Linked DNA regions of Mus musculus: all the other regions are linked to region 1. The links are chromatin contacts, called in public HiChIP or PLAC-seq and promoter capture Hi-C maps. All regions are on one chromosome and are shown on one strand. Each heading gives the region's core, a stretch centred on a gene start, on an enhancer-like site or on the middle of the called end of the contact. The rest is flanking DNA. Distances are from core to core; before and after follow the strand shown. Region 1 holds the start of Chd1l (chromodomain helicase DNA binding protein 1-like). Region 2 holds the start of Zfp697 (zinc finger protein 697). Region 3 holds the start of Cd160 (CD160 antigen). Region 4 holds the start of Hmgcs2 (3-hydroxy-3-methylglutaryl-Coenzyme A synthase 2). Region 5 holds the start of Pex11b (peroxisomal biogenesis factor 11 beta). Region 6 holds the start of Phgdh (3-phosphoglycerate dehydrogenase).

What was found. Promoter capture Hi-C pulls out the DNA fragments that hold promoters and counts their contacts. HiChIP or PLAC-seq counts read pairs in DNA pulled down with a chosen protein or histone mark.
Region 2: a contact with region 1 is called in a promoter capture Hi-C map of pre-B cells. The contact joins the promoter of Zfp697 here to the promoter of Chd1l in region 1. A contact is called at or near these places in 2 of 39 promoter capture datasets (the 3T3-L1 cell line and pre-B cells) and 1 of 115 datasets of contacts at active chromatin or transcription factors (bone marrow-derived macrophages).
Region 3: a promoter capture Hi-C map of hippocampal neurons shows a contact between it and region 1, with 5 times the contacts expected there. The contact joins the promoter of Cd160 here to the promoter of Chd1l in region 1. A contact is called at or near these places in 8 of 39 promoter capture datasets (the 3T3-L1 cell line, the HPC-7 cell line, cranial neural crest and 4 more) and 1 of 9 other capture datasets (embryonic stem cells).
Region 4: a contact with region 1 is called in a promoter capture Hi-C map of the HPC-7 cell line, with 3 times the contacts expected there. The contact joins the promoter of Hmgcs2 here to the promoter of Chd1l in region 1. A contact is called at or near these places in 5 of 39 promoter capture datasets (the HPC-7 cell line, cranial neural crest, frontonasal cranial neural crest and 2 more) and 1 of 115 datasets of contacts at active chromatin or transcription factors (bone marrow-derived macrophages).
Region 5: a contact with region 1 is called in an HNF4G HiChIP or PLAC-seq map of pancreatic cancer cells. The contact joins the promoter of Pex11b here to the promoter of Chd1l in region 1. A contact is called at or near these places in 2 of 39 promoter capture datasets (hippocampal neurons and liver) and 1 of 115 datasets of contacts at active chromatin or transcription factors (pancreatic cancer cells).
Region 6: a contact with region 1 is called in a promoter capture Hi-C map of pre-B cells, with 4 times the contacts expected there. The contact joins the promoter of Phgdh here to the promoter of Chd1l in region 1. A contact is called at or near these places in 3 of 39 promoter capture datasets (the 3T3-L1 cell line, the C10 cell line and pre-B cells), 1 of 484 Hi-C or Micro-C datasets (regulatory T cells) and 1 of 9 other capture datasets (liver).

The regions. Positions count from the first base shown.
Region 1 is chr3:97,608,794-97,611,593 of GRCm38.p6, reverse strand. Chd1l (chromodomain helicase DNA binding protein 1-like) reads left to right here and starts at 1,404. Exons shown (of 23, transcript NM_026539.2): 1 at 1,404-1,531. The coding sequence starts at 1,423. It also overlaps a transcript of Fmo5 not described here.
Region 2 is chr3:98,381,224-98,384,122 of GRCm38.p6, reverse strand. Zfp697 (zinc finger protein 697) reads right to left here and starts at 1,642. Exons shown (of 3, transcript NM_172863.4): 1 at 1,545-1,642. It also overlaps a transcript of Gm52610 not described here.
Region 3 is chr3:96,813,226-96,816,022 of GRCm38.p6, reverse strand. Cd160 (CD160 antigen) reads left to right here and starts at 1,502. Exons shown (of 5, transcript NM_018767.3): 1 at 1,502-1,553.
Region 4 is chr3:98,279,039-98,281,780 of GRCm38.p6, reverse strand. Hmgcs2 (3-hydroxy-3-methylglutaryl-Coenzyme A synthase 2) reads right to left here and starts at 1,350. Exons shown (of 10, transcript NM_008256.4): 1 at 1,194-1,350. The coding sequence starts at 1,297.
Region 5 is chr3:96,634,100-96,636,799 of GRCm38.p6, reverse strand. Pex11b (peroxisomal biogenesis factor 11 beta) reads right to left here and starts at 1,370. Exons shown (of 4, transcript NM_011069.3): 1 at 1,057-1,370; 2 at 11-126. The coding sequence starts at 1,112.
Region 6 is chr3:98,338,707-98,341,406 of GRCm38.p6, reverse strand. It overlaps Phgdh (3-phosphoglycerate dehydrogenase), which reads left to right and starts at 1,438. Exons shown (of 12, transcript NM_016966.3): 1 at 1,438-1,712. The coding sequence starts at 1,575.

The DNA.
Region 1 (2,800 bases), core at 155-2,654:
GACTCTCAACAAACCAGGTCCAGCCATTTGCCCCTCCCCCCCCAATCAAATGGAAAAACGACTAGTGAAAAAAGGACTGTATTCAATACAGCTCTATTGGAAAACGGGGGCAAGTTTGTTCAGTTCCACTGGTAAGGGACAGATAACACACTATGTTCTTGTAAGAGCCCACTAGTAGTTCATATTATAAACAAGAAACTTCAAGTACCCACTGAGAACTGTTTTTTTTTTTTTTTTTTTGAGTTAATCTTTAACCTCAACGTAATTGATCACAGAGGGGTGCGATGACCTTGGTGTATCTGACACCTCCACTCTTGATCTGGTTGTACCTCAGGTCTGGTTCTGTGTGTTCCTGGAGAAGTCTGTATAACGGGATAATTGATCACAGAGGGGTGCGATGACCTTGGTGTATCTGACATCTCCCCTCTTGATCTGGTTGTACCTCAGTTCTGGTTCTGTGTGTTCCTGGAGAAGTCTGTATAACGGGATGGGTAAAGTCCCTTAGTCATTAGAGGACTACTTCTGCATAGTGGGGCCAGCCTTGGTCCTTCTTAGGACAACGTGGCCATTAGTTATTTGTTATTTGTTTTTGTTTTTATCACACATAGATGTTCTGTTTGAATGGCTACTCTTGGAATCTTGAGGGGATGGGGGGGGGGGAAGTTCTCTCGCACTTTATTTTTAAGAAAAGGTTTACTGCACCTTAGGCTGGTTTCAAACTTGTGTAGCTGAGGCTGACCGTGAGCTCCGGTCCTCCTGCCGACAGCTCCCTAGGGCTAGGATTACAGGTGCTCACCCTCATGCCCCACCCGAGGGCTTGGTACATTCGAGGCAAGCATTCTGCTAACTGAGCTTTGATCTTTATTATTTATTGACACCTTCCTGCTTTGCAGCCCAGGCTAGACTGAACTCACAAATTCTCCTGCCTCAGCCTCCCCAATGCTGAGATTACAGGAATGTACCACCAGGGTCTTTTCTTTGAATGTATCTTGTCACTACACATTTTAAGAGATAAAGTTAATCTTATTTTGGTGTTTTTAGTCATACATGAAGAAAAAGGTTAGATAATATAAGACGTATCTACCTTGTAGTACTAGTTTTTAGGCATGTGCATCGTAACTGAAAACATGGAAAGCTGCTCAGGAATCGGACCCAAAGTTTAAAGAAGACAGATAAGAAATTAAGGGGGGGTGGGGAGCTTGCCAAGTTTTGAGCTTGCTGTTAGCTACCCAAGCAACCCAAGTTAGGAGTCAGAGCTTTTAGCAAAGGCAGCCTCTAGGTCCTAGTCGCAGACGCACACTTAGACCAGAGTCTTCCGCACCTGCGTGCTAAGGAAGCGTGGGAAGGCGCGCGAGCTGCGCCCTCTGGCGGCGGTGCGTTGTACTCCGCACGCGCGGGAGCGAAGGCGCGGGGCCTCTCGGGATGGCGAGCGGCTTGCCGCGCTTCCTGCAGGCGCTGCCGGCCGAACACGGGCCGGAGCCGCTTCGGACGCGGGTGCAGGAACCGGACTTACAGCAGTGGGGCTTGACTGGTGAGCGGGCCGGGGACGCCCGGGGGCGGGCGGGAGCCGGGAAGGCGCGCGGCAGCGCTGGCCTACGCGGGGACAGCGGGGGAGCCAGCAGCTTCCCGGCCGCTCTCGCTCCTCCCAGTCTGCGTTTCCCTGCCGACTGGGCATGCGCACTCACTTGTTGCGGCTCCCTAATGAACTCTCAAAGTTGCGCTGCCCAGCAAAGTTTGTCCTGTCCTGTGCCTCTTGTGCTTTCGTATTAAGCCCACTTGCCATTACGAGTCCCAAGTGAGGGGATCCCACATGTGTGGACCCCAGGTGTGTAGGCTCCAGATGTGTAGACCTCAGTTTGTAGGTTCCAGATTTAGAGACCGCCGGCCTGCAGACCCCAGTGGACCTGGAGCATCCTCATCCTGCGGCGTTCTCTCTATTCCACATCCCAAGACTCCTTTCCTTATGTGTCTGCTGGGAATGTAGTGCTGGTGTAACGGAAAGTCATAATGACTCACCAGTTGTCACCTCGTGGTCGTTATTTGTTGCTGTCGAGAGAGTACTGTGGGGTATGGGGAGCAGATAAACAAAATAAATAGCGGCCCTAGGACCCAGTTTCTTTACTAGCGGATACGTGCTTTTGAAAGCATAAGGAAGCGCTTGACTTACACGTGCCAAGTACCACCAAAAGGTGAGGGTTTGGAAAGGCAACAAAATGTGCCTTTCTGCCAGGCGGTGGCGCACCCTTTAACCCAGCGCTTGGAAGGCAGTGGCAGGTGGATCTCTGAGTTCAAGGTCAGCCTGCTCTACACAGCTAGTTCCATGATAGCCAGGGCTATGTAATAGAGAGACTCGTTCTTTAAAAAAAAAAAAAAAGTTCCGTTAGCTTAGAGGAGGGGCAGATGACGATGAGGGCGAAGTGAAAGACAAGCAGTTCATATTAATATTTTCCATTTATATTCAACTTTAAAATTTTTATTTTTGAGATTATAGTTACACCTCCTCTTTACTTCTTTACACTCTCATAAACCCTCCCATTCTCTCCTTCAAATCCATGTTCCCTCCCCCCACTTAATCGTTATCCTATGCTTATACCTATGTACATAAATACTCCTAGATATACTAGTTCAGTGTGTTTAGTGTCACTTGTATGTACGTTTCAGGGCTGACTGGTTGGCACTGGACAGCCAGTTGGTGTGCTCCTCCCTAGAGAAGACCCCTTTTATTGCTCTTAGCTTTTCTTAGTTGCCTGTAGTTCTTTGTGTAGGATTGAGGCCTCAATGGCTCCTCTCTGTTCATTTT
Region 2 (2,899 bases), core at 393-2,892, 770 kb before region 1:
CCCTAAAGATCCTACCTCCTCCAAGCACAGCCAGTGTGTACAACCGGGAACTTTTTCCGATGCAGACACTCTTTCTTCATTTTATCTAACATTGGCTGCCTGTACAATTCCAGTTAGTTCATTCCAACTTAGTTCACATGTCTTATCTAACAGTGCCAGTGAAAAGCCTTCCACCCCCTACAAGCCATTAATCCAGGGTCCAAAGCATCCTTTTCCCCCCCGTGCACCTGAAATAATCCGCCTACTACTCAAGAGGAATTCCTTTGGTTTTAAAGTACATTATACATTAAGTAATCACCATATGTTTCCTTAAGAGAAGGGATGCACACTTGTATACACATAGAAGATCAGAAAGGCATCAGAGGCAGGTGAATTAATTCCCTTATGGGAGTCACACTCCGGTTGTGTTTAAACTTGCCCATTTGTCCATAGCAGCTCACAAAGACCACCAACTCGCTAGCTATTGCCACATTTACCACAACGGTCTCTTGGGAAGAGACCCACTATATGGGAATGCTGACAGCCAACGGAGCCTGACTCAACAGGCAGGATTACAGCACTAAATTAAATTATGCCTCATACTCATGTGGGGGGTGGCTGATTCACTGCGGGGGGGGGATGGGGGCGTGGTTAAGAAAATAAAGGTTAAATCAGAGGAAGTCCCAGAGGAAGTCTTAAAGTCCCGTTCTAGAGACCTGCTATTGTGTGCTCTGGCTGTAAGGTACATCCAGGGTCTCTGTCTCACTGTTCCTCTTCACCATCCCTCATGCTAACATATGCCTCACCCCAGGCCACCTGAGCCTCAATAAGCTCTCTGGCCGCAGGCTCCAGCTCTGTCCACCACCTGCCCATGATCAGCCAACGTGGATATTTGTGGTTGGGGATTCTAGCAAAACCAGACAACGACCCCTCCTGAGCCACGCGCGGCTGGCTAGCTCAGCCTTCCTTTCGCAGGTCCTCATTGTACCTTTCTCCCAGTCCGATCGCAGCCCCCAGGTGGCAATCCGAATCGGTCAGACAGATGGGAGGAGCAGGTAACAGACACGTTTCACAAGGGCCAAAATGAACCTGCTGACCTTCGCAAAGTCCCCGCCTTCATCCCCTTCCTCACAGTGGGGCTGGGGGCACTGACTTAGTAGGCAAAGGGAGCACGATCTAAGCTGATGCACCGATGCACACAAAGCCTTTCACCTTCTGCTTGTCTTGCAAGCTCCTCCCTGGGCTTGGTCTCCCAGGGTCTCTGATGCCCCCTTCGGTGGTCTGTGGGACGGTCCGACTTGCTCTGGCAGCGCAGTCTCAGCCTCCTCCTCCCCTCCCCTCGCCACAGAGACCAAAGGGAGCTCAACCCAGCTATAGGACACGAAGGGTCCCCTTCTGTCCTTGGTTCCTGAGCCCACGGGGTGGCGGACCACAGTCCAGTGTGCGAAGGACAGCTTCGCGCGGCAGCTCAGCCACAGCACACATCCCAGCCCCTAGATGATCAGCTCAGGTTCCCAGCTCCCTATCCGCGAAGCCGGCGCGCCCAGCCGCAGCAGCGCTCCTACCTGTGATGCGCCGGGCAGCTCTGAGCGCACTGCCCAAGCCTGGCGCCCGGTGCTGAGGCTATGCAACCGCGGGCTGGCACTCGGGCTGGCTGCCCACTACCTCCTCGCTGGGGCTTCCTGTGGGGCTGGACAAAGGACATTTCCTGGGAGGAGCAGGGAATGTTCCCAGCATGCCTCGATTTGTAGTTCACCGAGACTTCCTGCCACCGCAGCAACAACGGGGGCTCTACTCAGACCCCAGGACTGGAGGAGAGGACCCTGTCGGGCTGTAGTAGCTCGGAGCCGATGGCCGACCCGCCGCCGCTTGGTAGAGTCGCGATCCTGCAGACGCATGCTGCCCTCACACGCTTGCTGCCCTGGGCGCGCAGTGCGAGCGGCCTTTTCTTTAGAAGTGAACTTTGTGATATGCTCTCTTTACGTCGGCTTCCCCCACCCCACCCCACCCCACCCCACCCCCGCTTCTTCTTCTAATAGATGGTCTTCCATAAGGTGAGGCTGGGGGAGGCGAGCATACTCTGACACTCAGCCTAGCCTGGGACTCACCTAGACAACTCACCGCGATTCTTCTTCCTACTCTTCAGGTGTATACCAACCCGAGTTTGTTGTTTTGCTTTGTTTCTGTTGTGCGCTAATCTACCTTAAAGCCCCCTGCATGCGTGGCCAGTGCTCTGTCCATCTACCAACTTTTTCACCTCCCAGGTTCTCTAGCTCAGTGTTTCTCAACCTGTCTGTCACGACCCCTTGTGGATCAAATGGTCTTCTCGCAGAAGTGGCCTAAGACCATCAGAAAACACAGATATTTATCAACATTACAGTTGATAAACAGTAACAAAATTATAAAGTAGCAATGAAAATAATGGTTAGGAGTCACCACAACATGAAGGGTCGCAGCATTAGGAAGGTTGAGAACCACAACTCTATGCAGTCAGGACTCTGGCTGTGGCCTGTTTAAGAAAAACATTTGGCTGCTCTTCTGGTATCCAGGCTCCTTAAAGATCTTAGCACTTTTGCCCTAAAAACCATGCAGAGCTGATCATTCCTAGATCCTGGCCTGGTGACATCCCTTTTCTCCACTGTTGGCCTCTGCCCAGGCTTCTTTTTAAGAGAAGTAATTGAGAGATAAAAAATAAACTTCATGAATTACATATGTGAGAGCCTAAATGACAAGCCGGATGGTGGAGCACACCTTTAATCCCAGCACCCAGGAGGCAGAAGCAGATAGATCTCTGTGAGTTATAGGCCAGCCTGGTCTGCAGAGGGAGGTCTAGGACAGCCAGGGCTAAACAGGAAAATTTTGTCTTGAAAGCAAAAAGCAAACACACAAAAACTAAATGACTAAAAGCTGAGCTGAGTCA
Region 3 (2,797 bases), core at 253-2,752, 800 kb after region 1:
GGGCTTTGCTCTCATCCCATCAAGAGACCTCACGGGTTTTTAGAGAATCTTGCTGAGGGACAAATCCCCACCTCAGGCCGCAGACTTTTCCTTCTCCCGGCAGAAGACTCTTGGGGACATTTCTACTTCTTTGACTCCATTCTCTCAATGGTCTGATAGTCAACTGAAGAAACAGCGTCTCATTTCTGGCAGACCCAGTACAGTAGGAGCTGCTGCAAACAGAAGAGCAGCAACTGCTTTGTCCACCCAAAGCTTTGAAGCTGCGATGGCTGAGCAGGGCCGCGTGTATGTGTCACGGGGCACAGTGAGGCAGACTGTCCTTTTGGTTAAGAAGTTGATTCGGTGAGTTTTTAATGCCTTGGACATACAAACAGGCAAAGACCAGCATAGTCTGGGGTGTGAGGAGAGTTTAGTCCTCAGCATCACGGATAGACAGAGAGCCTGGCAGGCCTCTAATGGAAGCTCAGGCCGGGGAGGCAGAGTGAGTCTCTTTTTCTATGAGTCTCAGTGGAGGAAGATTCCATAGCATGAGCCTGTGGTCGGGCTAGAGAAGGAAATTCCAGGGAAGGGATGTGTAACTCCCAGGTTGTGGAAGACGTGTGGGGGAGGGCTACTCTAATTGAAGTGTACCCATTATACAGGTGAGTGGGTGCGTTAGCATGATGTCAGGGAGTGTGTTTGCTGACTCACAGATAGGGTCTTCTGTAAGGTGACTGTCTCCCTGTAGCAGCAGGGAGCCCAGAATCAACATTATAACAGATGGGTTGTGCTCTGAACATCGCATCCTCTGGGTAAAGGCTACAACCAGCTCTCAGAGACATGCTCTTGGTGGCTGTGAGACTTCAGGCGAGTGTGGGCTGATTAGCCATAGGAATGAATCTAACACCAGGCCAACTATGATGTCTTGTTGTTGTTGTTATTGTTGTTGTTGTGAGGCAGAGTCTCTAGCCTAGACTGGCCTTAAACTTCTGATCTTCCTCCAGTCCTAGGGCTACAGGTCTGGTCTATTTTTAGTGCCCCCCAAATAGCCATTCCTTGCCCACCATAGTTTCAGACTGACATCTTAAGACTAAAAGATAAAAGCCTTTTTGGGATGAATTAACTTAACAAAGCCCTACTTCAAATCAAAAGGTATTCACGGAAAAGATGCAGCACCTTTATCCCCGAGAGCATGTCTTCTGGTCATTCTGTTACCAGTGTCCTCCTTCTCACGCCTTCATTTCCAAAGGTAAAGAAATCTATTTTAAGGAGTCATTTTTTCTCAGTCTTCTTTGAACCTTAGTGCATTTCAAAAGAGAGAGAGAAGTCAGGGGGTGTGATGGAGCAACAGGAGAGAGTAAAAACTACAGGGGCGGGGGAAAGAAAGACAGGAAGACCCCCTCGCTGCTAAAAACCCATTCTGTGGTTTTTCAAAGATCAATGGTGAAAGGCCGAGCTGTGACGGAAGTGGGGAGATAGGGTTTTTAACAAGAGCAAAAGGCCCCGTGTGGGAACCCAGAACACACTCAGCGTGAGCCCCCAGCTTGAGAGCAAGGAAGAACATCTGTCCTGAGGTAAAGAGGCCTGCTGGGAACCTGGGCTCTGGGAGGAGAGATGGAATGCTTAGCAGAACTGTTCACACAGGGCAAGCTCTCAGTTAAGCCAGTGAGAAGCTTGCTTCTCAAAGGCAAAACTAAGGCAGAAGCTGGTGGCACACGCCTTTAATCCCAGCACTCAGGAAGCAGAGGCAAGTGGAGTTTGAGGCTAGCCTGCTCTACAGAGGGAGTTCCAGGACAGCCAGGGCTACACAGCAGAGAAACCCCTGGATGGTGGGGGCTGGGGGGGGGGAGATCTAGAAGGGGGGGCATAGAGACAGACAGAGAGAGACTACTCATGTCAGATGGTTGGTATGCTCATCCTTCTCATGGGCTTCAGGTCCTTGGCTGGTTCAGACACGCCTTAAATGGCAGAGGGCCACACCACATTCCTAAGAGGGAAGTCTCAAAGTCTCAGAGAGCACTTTAGAGTTAAGCCTGGGCAGCTTAGCTCACACATGCTGTGCTGAGTCCTACAGGCTGCTCTCTTTAGTTCTGTGTTCGTGAGAAGACAGTAGGTGAGAGTCATCCCTTTTCATAAATATCAAGGAGATAAAGATCACTGCAAGAAAGCAACCAAAGGTTGCCAAGCCTGCGCTAAAGCCCTCAGGCCCAGCCTGGGCTGTGAACTACCTTCATGGAGCGTCTCTGAAGGGTGTTCATGTCCCAGAGGTCACACACTGGAGACGACAGAGCAAGGGCAGCCTTTAGCCACGGCATGATTTGGGCAGAGGAAGCCAGCCAATTCATTCCTGGGTTTATAAGAAATGGACAATTCTCCCTAAGTTCAGTCCCGGCCACTTCCTTGGGGGAGGGGGGGGGGAACACACCTTCTGCCTGTGAATCAGAGGTGGTTGTTAACCAAGGGGATGTGTGACCCTCTGCAAGTTCAGCTCGCAAATGGGATTTGTGAATCTGGGGATAAAACGCATCTCCGCCTGTGTCAGTCTCGACTAGGGAGCGGCCAATTGCTTCCACGGTAGACTCTGCCACTGGTAGAAAGCATGGGTTATCGTCAAAGCTGCCGGCAGCTGTCATAGCTGTCGCCACTTCATTAAACTAGACAGGGGTTGTTCCTGCAGAGAACACCCACGTGGAGGCTCAAAACCTCTAGAACTCCAGTTCCAGGGGATCCGATGCCCTCTTCTGGTCTCCACAGGCACCAGGCACACAAGTGATCACAGACATGCATGCAGGCAAAACAGCCCTACCCGCAAAATAAA
Region 4 (2,742 bases), core at 101-2,600, 670 kb before region 1:
AACAAAACAAAAAACAAACAAACAAACAAAAACCTACATAGAGACCTTGTCTTAAAAGGGGGGGACGGGACTGAGAAATGGTCACCCTGTCTGGCCCTGAAATAAGTAAACCCCATAACTTCCTCGCAAATAGAAAAGAAGCAAGCTAAAGTCTAAGCTGGAACATTCAAATAAAACGCAGTGGTTTTGCAAGGGTGGGGAAGTGGATGTCAGTGGCGCTAAAAGCAAATCAGGAGGTTTAAGGGCACTGCTCCTTTCCCCTCCACACCTATACCCAGGCTCCAGCAGGGCGGGACAAGGGAGGGCACCATAGCAAAGAGGTTCCCTAAAAACTCAGTACTCATGGGTATAAGTGGAAAGGAAGCCCTGGGACTCTGAGCTCAGTGGACAAAGAGCAAAAGAGAAAACACCCAAGTAGCTGGGAGCCTGAAGCACAAAGCCCAGATGTGTCCCATCAACTCTGAGCAACCACAGTTACTTGGACGAGACTGAAGGGTGTTTACAAAGAAAGAAGGCATGTTTGTTTTTCTTTCACAAGTACATGTATCCACCCATCCACCCCACCCCACACACACAGTGAGAAACACACACACAATTTTTATCTTTCATCTCACAAAACCGAAGCACGGAGAAACACTGCTTCGTCTCTTTGGTCCATACTGGATCTTGCCACAGTGAACGACAGCAAGCAGTTAAACCACAACTGCAGCTGCAGGATCCTGAGGTCTGCTGCCCCCTGTGGCCGGCAGAGGAAAGGCTGCTGCTTTTCCTAAACAAAGTGCATCAGAGGCTTAGGCTGGGAGTCCTGTGCGTCCTGTCCCCTTGGATCAGTTTACGACAATAAAAATACATCTTGCATATCAGATATTTACATTATGATTCATAATAGCAGCAAAATTAGTTATGAGGCAGAAATAAAAATAATTTTATGGTTGCGGGGGTCACCACAACCTGAGGAACTGTATTAAGGGTTGCAGCATTAGGAAGGCTGAGGACCTCTGGCTTAGACACTTCCAGCTCAACAGTTAACAGGTGCTGTCTAGAAATGAGGCTAACTTGTTTATAACTGAGTACAACCTCGCCAGCTTTTGACTGAGGTTCTAGTGAGTCCTCCAACAAGCCCCGCGTTTTACTGGTCCCCACGGTGCTTGTCTGGGAGTGATCTATGTAGACCCTCTGAGCAGGCCACTCACCTCTGCTGGGCTGCTGAGAGCAGGTGAGCAGGTGTGAGCGAAGTTTCCTGCATCGCTCTCTTCACTTGCAGGACCCGCCTCGCTGGAGCCAAAAGCCGCTGCATCTCTAAGGTATCAACAGAAAGCCAGCAGTCCACAGCCCTTGGGAGAGATGCCCAACGATTCTGGGTTGGGCTTTATAAGACTCCAGGCTCTGGAAGCCCCGCCTCCGCTTATCGAGGCCCCTGCCTGCTTGGGGAAAAACTGGGCCAAAGGTCTCAGAACAAGTCAAAGGAAAACATCATGTCTAACATGTACATAGCTGCACTGTTCCTGGCTGGTATCTAGCTGGCTGGCTCTGAGACTTCATTGTTGGCCTTATTTTTGCCTAACCATGCAAGCTTGCATGCTCCTTCTAACACATCCAACAATCAGCAGTCACCCAACTCGTCTCTGCAGCCTCCTGATTCCTCTGCTGAGTGGCTCACCATCTGTTCCTAACCCCTAACCACTTTATGCAGTCAGATGTTATTCTTACCATTTCTATAAGAAGCAGCTTTCAAAACCAAAGAGTAATCCCCCCTCCACCTCCATTTCTTCTTAAATACCCCAGGCTAGCCTTGAACTTGAAATCAGTCTTCCTCCCTCAGCCTCCATGAGCACTGTGATTACTGGTATAACCTTTTAATACCAGCTCTTCAAGCAGTTGAGAGTAGGTGTTGACGCACATCTGACGGGCTGGCTGGCTTTGGTCTGTGGAGCTGGTTGTTTTCCTCTTATCTTTATTGTCCGTCATTATGCTTACACAGAGCTTCACAGAGCTTCCAAGAGGGACGCAGCAGATGCTGCTAGAGAGGTTCAGAATCCCTCAAAAGGAGACTGTCTTGAAGTTCAGGCTTTCCTAGGAAGGAGAAGTTTATTACAAGTTGGATTTTAGAGACAGGGAGGACAGAGTCCTCAAAGACCCATGTCTACAAAGCTGCAGAGTGGGGATCCCCCAGCATCTTTTGACTCCGGACTGTGCATGTAATTGTGCTCCTATGAGTGTGCACCTGTGGCTGTGTGCATGCAGCCATGCTCCCACTTGAGCACACCTGTGGCTGCCAGGGGCTAGCATCAATACCATCCTTTAGCACTCTCAATCTTAGTCTTAAAATGATGTGTGTCTCTCCCTCTGAACCTGGAGCTTGCCTATTGGGGTGGCCAAAAGGGCTCCTAGGATCTTCCTGCCTCTGCGGTTCCAGAGCTGGGGTACGGGTATGTGCTTTTACACAGGTATGGGGTTCCAAACTCAGGCTCCACACTTTCACTTTACCCACTGAGCCACCCATCCAGATCCTCTACTACTTCTTAAGACAAAAGTCTTAAAGATGAGTCTCTATCTCATGCTCCTCATGTAGAAAGTCCCTATGTCTCACTCACACAGCAGTTGAAGCAGTTAACCCTGATATCTAATGCAACTCTATGAAAGAGTCTCAAGAACCAGGATAGCTCTTGGTTTATTTATTTCCCAGAAGCCAGAAGCTCCACCTATTTCCCCTAAATCCGGAGGCTCCCTGGTCCCCTCTCC
Region 5 (2,700 bases), core at 121-2,620, 970 kb after region 1:
CTTTACTTACACTTTCGTCCGAGGCTCAGATGACCCTCCAGTTGTCGAATCTGTTTCTGTAACTCGGGACTAGCCCCATGTCTCTGCAAAGCATGGCCGAGAAGGGAACAGGCATACTGGGCGGCCCTGGAGGGGAGGACACGTAGAGTAAGGGACAGGCCTCCCTAACCCCTCTGCCAACCATATCCTCCGTGGGCTGGTGAGGCGGTTAAGAGCACTTGCTCTTGCAGGGGACCCGGGTTCCACTCCCAGCACCCACACGGTGGCTCATAACTGTCTGTAACTCTAGTTCCAGGGATCCACCACTCTCTTCTGTCCTTTGCAGGCACTAGACACACATGTGGTACACATACATTCTTGCAGACCAAACACTCAGACAAATAATAATTGGTAAACAAAAACCCCACCAGGGACACTTCCTCGGTTTCACACCAATATCTTTCCATTTTTTTCCTCAAAGCCAGGGGAAGGGAAAGACATGCGAGGAAAATAAAGCCTAGAAGATGGTGGAGAGCACTCTTTGGAGTTAAGAGACTAAGAGTTTTGAAAATGATGAGGCCTAAAGTTTAGGGCCAGTAAGCAGCCCGGGGTTCATCGCAGACGTCCACACTGCGATTTTATACATGAAACACGACAGAGGAAGATCTAGTTGAAGGGCAGATTAGTTCTCCGGGTAGGTAAACTAAGAGATAGATTAAGGTTCTTGGACTGATGGAAACCGAAGAAGAGCCGAGATAGCGAGGCTCCTAGGTCACAACTGGTGAGAGGACGCAGAACCGAGAGGATCGCCCCTCGTGCCACCACAGCAGCGAGGAAACTGTTGCTCTCTGTGGACACAGTAAACCTAGGTGGCCTCCCCGCTGGCCCACTCATGCCTCAGTTTCCCCATCTTTCCCTTGAGCAGGGAAGAATCATCTCACAACCGGCTGCGGAGTACGCCTCCGGGGCCGCGCGGGCCCCCGTAGCCACAGCTGACCCTTAGGGACCCCGTAGCGCGCCCGTCGCCTCGCGGGACCCTGCTCTGCCCTCCCGCCCGCGCTCCTCCGTCGGCCGCACCTACACAGCCGCTCCCGGGCTTGGCTCTGAGCACTGAAGCGGACCCAGGCGTCCATGACAGCGGCAGCCCGGGCCCACGGCGCAGCGGCCCGCCTGCTTCCAGCCCCAAGTCACGCCTCCTGGGCGAGCAACGGGGCTTCGCGAGGGACAAACGGCGGCAGGAAAGCCAAGCAGCCGGAGCCGGCCTTGAAGTGGAATTTCAGGACGCGAAGCGAGATCGTGGGTGCATTTCCGGCAGCTCACCCTTCTCTGGGATGGTCTCCGGCTTTTAAGCACGCCCCTAGGAGCACATTCTGCTTTAAATTCTCAGCAGCAAGGGGTGGGGCCTGCGGGAGCCAGGAGGCGCTGTAGGTTGCCGCCAAGGCGCACACGCCACCCGCCCCAAACGCCCAGAACAGCAGAAGCCTGTCCTAGACTATTTGTCCTAGGGAAAGCGGATGTAATGAGATGCCGCTTGACAACGATGGTCTGCTATACTCAAAGATTGGTGCCTAGCCCAATTGTCATCAGAGAGGCTTCACACAGCAACTGGTAGAAACAAAGGCACAGACCCACAGCCAAAAGTTAGGCAGACCTTGGAGAATTTTGCATAAGACAAGGGGAAGGACTGTACAAGAAAATGCACAGAGTCAAGTAAACTGGGCCCATAGGGGCTCAGACTGAACTGCTACAGGGAGCCTGCATGAGACTGCTTCGCACATGCTATAGTTGTGTAGTTTGGTCTTCTTGTGGGACTTCTAACAGCGGGAACAGGGGCTGTCTCTGATTCTGCGGGACCCTTTCCTCCTGCTGTGTTGCCTCATGAAAGACTTAATCAAAGAAGGTGCCTAGTCTTACTGCAACTTAATATACCATGCTGTTGATACCTAACGGAGACCTGCCTTCTTCTGAAGAGAAATGAAGTGGATGGGGAGAGGCAGTAGGGGGGTAAACTCCAGGGGATCCAACACCCTTCTCAAACCTCAGCAGGTACCAGGCATGAACATGGTACACAAGGAAAACACTTTTACACCTTTACACATTATTTAAAAAAAAAAAAAAAAAAAAAAGCGAAGCCGGGCATGGTGGCACCCGCCTTTAATCCCAACACTTGGGAGGCAGAGGCAGGCAAATTTCTGAATTTGAGACCAGCCTGGTCTACAGAGTGAGTTCCAGGACAGCCAGAACTGCACAGAGAAACCCTGTCTTGAAAAACAAAACAAAAACAAACAAACAAAAAAAACTTGCCTGTAGCAGCAATAGCCTGACTATAGTTGTGAGGAGGAAAAAAACCAAAACAACAAAAAACCTACAATATCACAAACAAGATCTCTACAACCACTATAAAAAGAAATCTAGGGCTGGAGTTGGCTCTGCTGCTTTTCTACTGGCTGCTTTTCCAGAAGACAGATTGAATCCCCCATCCACATAGCAGCTCACAGCATCTGTAACTTCTGTTCCAGACGCTCTGGAGCCCTGTTCTAATCTTCTCAGGCACCAGGAACACAGATAGTATATAAACATACATGCAGGCAAAAACCTCATTAGATATTTAAACCAAAACCACTGTGTAGTGGTGGTGCATGCCTTTGATACCAGCCTTGGGAGGAAGAGGCAGGTAGATCTTTCTTTGTGAGTTCCAGACCAGCCTGGAGAAAGAAAGTG
Region 6 (2,700 bases), core at 189-2,688, 730 kb before region 1:
TTCCAGGGTTCTCCACAGTGTCTCAAAGGATACCCGCCACCTGACATGTCAGCTGACTGGCTTAGAGTGAAGGGGTGCAGGGCACACTAATCCCCAAGATGTCTTTCTTATCTCATCCCCACATCGGACACTTCCCTACTGTCAGGCTCACGTTACGGAGAAGAAAGCAAAAGCCTGGAGAGATACTTTCAGAGTCCGTTTCTTCTTCTTCTTCTTCTTCTTCCTCTTCTTCTTCTTCTTTTTGTTTGTTTGTTTAAGAAGCTGGAAATCAACCCCCGCTGGATCATTGATATTCTACCCGAAAAATTATCTGCTTTACTTCTCACTGTGCAGGTTTGGGGCTCACCACTGGTCTCCAAATAGAAAATTAAGTCGGCTGCTCTCCTCCGGTCCCTATGAACCCTGTTACTGTTACTCTTATCCGGAGAGCCAAGGGCATCCGAGCTGGCCTGCTGTGGCTGCTGAAGTCTCTCTTTTCCCAAGGGGCTGGGCCAGAGAAGGGAAAGGAAGGAAAGTCTAGAGGAAAGGGCAGAACTACTTCCCCAGTTCTTCCAAGAAGGCCAGGGTTCCTGTTTTGTGGATGGAGGTAACAGCACAGGCAGAGGACTTGTCAGTACATAGTTCTGAAAGAGACTCTCTTACTTACATTTGATGTTAAGATTGTGAGGTATAATAGTAAGGGGTGTTATTTATATAATATAATCAAGGCTGAATTTACCTAACAGATTTAATCCCTTCTAAAAAAAAAAAAAGTAATCATCTAACTTCTAAAGACTAAAACCACTACCACCCTTGTACTTCTCTCCCCCTCCCTGACTCCCATCTGGGGCTGACCTGGAACTCCTGGGTTCAAGTGGTCCTCCAGCCTCATTCATGGCCCTTACTGTATCTAGATTTAATCTTAAAGTCTTTTGGGGGGTAAGGAATAAGAAGCCCTTGCCTTTCCCAGACTTGTCTCTCATCTCCCACTGGGATTGGTGGAAGGCAAGAACCAACTCTTATGTACACACACACACACACACACACACCTTGTTCCTTAATCTCCTAACGGTGTGTGTGTGTGTGTGTGTGTGTGTGTGTGTGTGTGTGTGTGTGCGTTGCTGAGAATCGAACCCGTGGCCTTACTCAGTCTAATTATGCTCAACTAGGAGTTATAAATACCCAGCCAATAAATGGTCTTTAAGAGGAAAGAAGTTACTATGAGATTTAATTCCCTCGTGGAGACAGCGTATTTCTGTTTATTTCCAATATAAATCAGCCTGCTGGCATAAATCGTGCGTGTTAAAGCTCACCCGGGGCAGGTAAGGGCTTCACTGCTGGAAGTGTAGTCTGTGTAGGATTTAAAAAAAAAAAAAAAAATGTGTGGGAGGCTCTGCCCGGGGAGGCGGAGTCAGCAGAGTTTAAGCATTTCTGACCAATCAAAAGGAGACTGTTGGCGCGAGGAGGGGGAGGATAAAGGGGGAGCGGGAGATCGAGAACCCTGCCCAGTCACCGGAGCCAGCCCTGCTTGCAGTTTCCTGAACTAAGTGCTTCTGCCCACCCACAGCAACTGATTCTAAGGCCTGACTCTAGCAATGGCCTTCGCAAATCTGCGCAAAGTACTCATCAGTGACAGCCTGGACCCCTGCTGCCGGAAGATCCTGCAAGATGGAGGGCTGCAGGTGGTGGAGAAGCAGAACTTGAGCAAGGAGGAGCTGATAGCTGAACTCCAGGTAAGGCGAGCCGGACACAAGCGTAATCACCGGGCATCTTTATGGCCAAACCCGCTGACCCCAGTGGTTCCAGGGCTGTCCTCCCCTATCTTATCAGTTGGTCCCGGGGCCTCCGGAGATTCGGGACCAGCAGTGGGAGGGAGGAAAAGCAGAGAGGAACGAATGGCCTGGAGGTGCAGAATGCAAACTTTTTGTGCTTTTTGCTACCGCGTGTTTCTTGCCGGCGCTGCAAAGTGCAGCTGCTCCATCTGGTCCTGCGGGATGCCAGAACCTCTCTCGAATGCCAGAACCTCTCTGGAGCTTTCGTGCCTGGCGACCCAGGCTGCGAGCTCCCGGCTCGGGGTGCTACACGCACACCATCCCTGCTCAGTGCAGACTCCTGGGGTGGGGGCAGGGGGCGCGGGGCGCTGGCTCTGCTCCTGCGGGTCCCGTGGCATTTGTGGCAGCGGACTCGCACCGCCTTTTGTCTGATGCAAGACCTTGGCGCTCTTTCCCCCGCCCCGGGGAGCGCTCGCAGGATTCCGGGCGGCCCGGGGGTGCAGCCGGAGCCCCGCGCCGCCCACGCGGCCGCCGCCGGGAGTCAACCTCCACCATTGGCTTCATTGCCGATCAGGCCCGACTTCACTACATCAGAATCCTGTTCCAAGCGCAGTTGGGACAGGTTACTTCTACGAAGTCTTCGGAGCAAACCTCTAATCGTTATAAAACTTAAAAGTCTTTCACTTATTTGAAAAGCTTGTGTAAATCGGGTGACTTTGTTCAGACGTAAGGAAGGGGTTTCTGCTTTGTGAGCACTTCAGTTCCTGCCCTTCCTGTAGATCTAATCCATCCAGGTATGCTGTCTCGTCCCAGCTGTACTGCCCCACCCCCAAAGTTCCACGTGCTCGCTTAGGGCCTGCAGCCAGGAGGAATGTACCAGTCTTCCTGCTCAGGCTGAGGCCTCAAACCGCAGAGACCAAGCGGGGTTGTTCTTGCAACCCTGGAAACT